2 separate regions of the Mus musculus genome follow, and region 2 is linked to region 1. The links are chromatin contacts, called in public Hi-C maps. All regions are on one chromosome and are shown on one strand. Each heading gives the region's core, a stretch centred on a gene start, on an enhancer-like site or on the middle of the called end of the contact. The rest is flanking DNA. Distances are from core to core; before and after follow the strand shown.

Region 1 (2,753 bases), core at 65-2,564:
GAACTCTAAGGGATCCACCTTGTGTCCAACCAGTGGCCATTGGCATCTTTATTGGTTGATCAAAAACCAATCGGGGACAAGGATTTGGACATGCAGATTCCCAAATGAATCAAAGCATTAGAACCAATCTTCAATGTGTGTGTGTGTGTTTGTGTGTGTGTTCTAGGGTTGGTTTGGAAAGGTCAGGGTGGTATTCTCCTGCATACAGCTGTATAGACTCACTCTGACTATCCCTTCTGTGTATTCGTGTGCACATGTGTGCATGTGTGTGCATGTGTGTGGAAGAGGTCAGCATCAAGTGATGTCCCTCAGATACTGTCCAGCTAGTTTTCTGAAATGGGGTCTTTCATTGGCTCAGAAATTGCTGAGAAGGCTAGACTTGGCCATCGAACCTTGGGAACTACAAGGATGTGATCGCCACATTCAGCTAGTTTAACATGGATTTTGGAGATTGAACACAGATCCTCAGGCTTTCAAGACAAGCACTTTATCAACTGAGGTATCCCCCAAGCCCAGAACTGCATCCCCATCCCTCAAGTCGCCTTTCTCTTGGAGTCTGTCAGGTGAGTGATGCCAGACATTGGGAGAGATTCACAGTGATCTGGAAAGTAAATCAGAGAAGCTTGGCCAGCATTAGCTCATCCTGCCCTTCCTAGAAACAATGACTGGGACTCTGGAGAAGGGCCCTTTGTGACTTCACAAGGTATGCCTGGTACAGACCAGGGAGCAGCCATGGCCAGGGCAGAGGCTGGAGACTTCCCTTGCTTACTTGGACTCCTCCCTCTCTGGCTTACCATGCAAACTTCCGCTGGGACATGGAGGCCTAGGCTGGTGCCAGCCGTGCTCCTGCAGCAGCCTGGAGTGAGTATGGGAAGCAGTTTGACATGGTGACCTTGGAGTGGCCAAGCCTGGGGGAGGAGTTAGCCAATTTGGCTTCTCAGTGTGACTCTGGGTGAAGCACTTCACCTCACAGCTTTAGAATCTTTTTAAAGCCTGCTTCATATTTTTTATGGTAGACTTTGGCGCAGCGTTATCAACCCTACCTTACCAATGTGGAAAATGCAGATAAGGAAACGCCAAGATAGTAAATGAATTGTCCAAGATTTGGGAGCCAATGGTGTTTGAGCCAGGAGCTGCATCTGGGCCTCGTAAACACTCCAACTGGGAAGGTGTTACCAAGACTGGGCTACACTGGGGCCTCCAGCTCCCCAGAACAGCCTTTTGCCCCTGGCTGAACCCCCCAAAGGGCATCTGTGAGGCTAGCAGCTGGTTGACTAGCAGGCTCAGAAGGCCCCTAGATCTGTCTGGAGAGCAGACCCGAAGAATTTTGTTCTCCCTAGGACTCAGAAGGATGAACAACCTCCCAGGGTTGTCTGTATACTTCATGGTAGACTGCCTCCAAAGATTTGGGCCTCGGTCCAAAGTTTTTGTTTTCCCATAACAACCAGAATGAAATAAACTCTGAGTTCCCCATAAACTTTATTCGAATATATTAGAAAGGCAGACAGAGAAAATTATTATTTTTTCCCATCTGGAACAAGCACAGCAATTAAGATTTCTGGGCCTCCGTCCATATTTCATGAAGGGGTGGTGGGGGACAATATGATAAATAATAGATATTATCAAGCTTTCATTCCGGCATCGTGGTCTCCTTCTGCTGGGAGTTAAAGGCTTGGCATGGCAGAACACACTCCCTAAAAGCTGTTGTGCTCCCAATCAATCCAAAAATGGTTTTAACATTTGGAGTATAGCCTGGCTAAAAGGCAGCTCACGCTCACTGAAGGAAGGGACATAAGTTCAATTTTACTTTTTTATTAAGAAATCACACTCTCATGAAAGCAGTATTAGAGGTGGTAGGTGAGGGTATTAGCATTGCCATTGACTGGCTGGGTGACCAGGAGAACTGACTCCGTGGTTCTCGTAGCTGTTCAGAGCCTACCTACTTCCCCAGAGGGTCAGAGGATCACAATAGGAACCAGTGGGTGGGGCATCAGTGGTCCTCTGCATCCGGGCTAGGGCTGCAGGTTACTGAGGATGGGGTAGTCTATTCTGAGCGGACACCCTCTTCCTCCCTGCACAGCAGAGAGCCTTGGAAGCATCTCTTTTAGTCCACACATCTCAGGCAAAGGATCTCCAACTTTAGGTTAGGGATGTGATACAGTTGGTAGAGTGTTTGCCTAGTGTGCACAAGGCCCTGGGTTTCATTCTCAGCACTGCATAATGGTACATGCCTATATCCAGGCATGGGTGGTACATGCTTATAATAGGAATCAGGGGGGAGAGAAAACAGGAAGATCAGGTGTTCAAAGACAGCCTAGACATGAGGCCTTGTATTCAAAATAAAAGGCAGTGGATGGTGGTGGCACATGTCTTCAATCCCATCAATTCAGGAGGCAGAAGCAGGTGGAGCTCTGAGTTTTGAGGCCAGACTGGTATACAGAGTGAGTTCCAGGACAGCCAGGGCCACACAGAGAAACCCTATCTTAAAAAAAAAGAAAAGAAAAAGAAAAACAAAACAAACAAAAACACAAACAAACAAACAAACAAACAAAAAATGCACCAAACCCCAAAAAGTTTCTATCTTTACCCAATGGAAAGGAAGTTACTACATTGCATTGCATTCCAGAGATCCAGATCTAGTGAATTCTGACATTTCCTTACCAGAATGTCTTGGGGGCACCAGGACGAAGACAGCAGGTGGCAGAGGCATCAAGGCCCAAGGGAGAACAAGTTGGTCAGTGAGTAGAGGCAGG
Region 2 (2,753 bases), core at 145-2,644, 130 kb before region 1:
TGACTTATTTAAGGGTTGAAAATACATCTTATAACAAAGTCAGCAGACACAATAAAAATGAATGTGCACTGAACCTGTACCACTGAGAGAATAGGGAAAGACAGATTTCTTTTGGCCATCTCCAAGTATTTTTTAAAATGGTAAATGAACATAGCAACTGAAAATTATAAGAGTTTTTTACATTTAAGGAAAATAATTTATTTTTCCTAACCATACAACAAAGAGTTACAGTCAGCAGCAACACATTTAAAGGGCTATTTTAAAAAATGCTACTCACTGGCGAAACCCCCTCCCCCAGCCCAGTGTAGCCTTTTCTCTAGCACAAATTATTGATTTGCAAGCAACAGTGACTACTCACAAAACTAAACCTCTTGTTACAGCTTAAGCCACAGCAGATACAAAAGCTTTTGTGATGAGAGAAGGCGGTGTCTGAGATCAAGAGGCTGAAATACCAAGTAGCAAAAATGAATCCTCTAAGAACTATCAAACCAAACAAAAAATAAAATTAGATATAAATTCACGTTTTAGACTGTGGTCAATTGAGGTCTAGACAAAACCCTATGTTTGTTCACTGCCTAGTCTCCAGTCTGCTCCAAGTTTGAAAAGGTAATTGAACACAGTCTATAATTACTGGATTAGACACAGATGGGCTCTGTACATTTCAGGGGGAAAAAGCACTGTTTTGATTCATTTTATGATTGCCTGTAAGGTCAGACTTTTCAGAATGTACTTTCATCTGTTAAATGGTTTCTCAAGCTCCCTAGGGAAGATCTTCAGTAACTGTGCTGTTTTAAGCAATTTGGGCCCATCAGATCCTGTCTTTGAATGTAACTAGCTGCCCATTTTCTAGTATTAGAAACCTGCATGTAGGTTAATTGCTACATCTCTTACATATTTTCTGAAGTTGCAGTTTTGGGGGGAAATTCAAAGACCCTGCCTCTCTTCTAGCAGAAACTGCCTTATGATGAAGATTTTCACATATAAATGTTACTGTTTGATGAATGAGTTTGTATCACTTGAAGTCCATGAAAAATACTTCCTAAAGGGCTCAAGTGAAAAACAGAAAAAGCAAACATTCTTCTGGACACAAGTCGTTAGCAACATTGATATGGTTATCTTCCAGCCGGGTAACTTATAAAGCAAAGCATATTCTTGACTAAACCCTTGCATATGGCTTTTTAAGAATTGCAAATGACCAGGAATTTTGTCTGTGCTAAAACAAAACAAGCAAAACTACTTCCTAATCTAAAAAAAAGAGGCCCTCCCTACTATAAACACAGCACTCTTTATCCAGCAGGACAAGCATGAAGTCACCACACAGCACCACATAAATCCCCAGAGCCCGCTCCCTGATGCATAGGCTCCAGATCCCTGTGCACGGACTCCCAGCCCTGGCTGAAACGCCATTGCCTTTGCTTGGTGTGCTGAATACACAGGCAGACACTTCTCAGGCCCCAACCCTGTCAGACGACCCTGGGGAAAACAGCTTGAGATGGAGGGCTGCCTTGTAGCCAGTCTGTGCATTCCTCGTGGATTTCCCACCCACATCATGACATTAGGAACATTTTTTTTCAATCTCCATTCCAATTAAAGCTTCATTTTCTATTCCCTAAACTCACTTTTGTTGCCATACTGATAGAGTAGAAATGTCCTAACTCCAGAAAAGTGAAAACAGAAAGTACAGGATACAGAATAGTCTCAAGGTTCCATTTTCAGAAGCTGCTGTGAGTGTTCGGGTTTTACAGCAAAGAGGATTTTATGGCCACAGAATAAATCCTAAGTTGCTGTTCTTCTTGAAATCACATGTGTGTAGGCCTAAAACAGGTTTTCACAGTCACAGTTGGCAGTTTCACCAACACTCCTGGTAAGACACACAAACATGATCAATATCACCTCTTCTTGTCACAAAATCAGACAGTTTCTAAGGCACAAAGATAATGGTGTGTTTTAACAGCACTGATTTGAACTGAGGCACATTTTGCAGAAGCAACTGTTTCTGTCACTACAGATGGCTCATTCCTGCCTCTAAAAGAAGTCACTGCAAGTATAATGATCTTGCACAGACCCAAGAAGTAGCTCTAAAATTAAGCCTACTTTAAGTTATAGGACCCAGGAAGTGTCTCTAAAATTAAATCTTCCATAAGTTATATCTTCACGGAAAATGAACAACTACCCCGATTTCCCACTTCACATGTGTACAGATTTTCTTATACCGATTTGCTCAGCTTAAGATTGACCTGTATTGAATGACTAGAAGCAGAGTAGCATGTAAGTGCTGTAGAAAATCATTCCCAATTTCCGCCCTTGCTCTCTGTAAGGCTCATGCTTAAACCAAGATAGGATCAGAATAAGGCATTTGTACAAAACCATGACAGAACTTTGGCCTTGTGATTGTGCCGTTTTATGTTTTCTTCATGTGCTGCACATAAACTGAACATAGCAAGCCAACTGGCATGGAGAAACTGCAAAGGGAAGAGAGCTTCTTTAGGTCAGTCTACATGTGAATTTCAATACAAGCTTCACAAGACTGGCTACCAAAAATCATGTCTTAATACAGATTATGAGCACACAGCTTCCTTACACGAGTGCTGAGGACTTGTAAAATAAATGTTTTTAATTCCTTTCTAACTTCTGCTTTCCCCCTTTTCTTAACTTCATCCAAAGTCACAGAATGCGGATCTTTACACTCCATCAACGCCTAGTTTAGAACTAAGCAGCTGCAGCTCACAGCCTCTCTGGCCTCAGCTGAGTGC

The links. Hi-C and Micro-C count contacts between places; a contact is called where the count stands out from the background.
Region 2: a contact with region 1 is called in a Hi-C map of uterus. The contact joins two enhancer-like sites. A contact is called at or near these places in 3 of 484 Hi-C or Micro-C datasets (nephron progenitors and uterus) and 1 of 9 other capture datasets (embryonic stem cells).

The regions. Positions count from the first base shown.
Region 1 is chr5:37,931,017-37,933,769 of GRCm38.p6, reverse strand. No RefSeq gene overlaps it. Among named protein-coding and RNA genes, the nearest start is that of Gm20052, 39 kb to the right of the region's middle. Within about 2 kb of position 1,314, at least 6 of the 459 cell types and tissues checked have an H3K27ac peak or open chromatin away from gene starts, as enhancers often do. A contact at or near this core is called in uterus, where this site is marked.
Region 2 is chr5:38,063,517-38,066,269 of GRCm38.p6, reverse strand. All of the region lies in intron 1 of Stx18 (syntaxin 18), which reads right to left. Among named protein-coding and RNA genes, the nearest start is that of Stx18, 26 kb to the right of the region's middle. Within about 2 kb of position 1,394, at least 23 of the 459 cell types and tissues checked have an H3K27ac peak or open chromatin away from gene starts, as enhancers often do. A contact at or near this core is called in uterus, where this site is marked.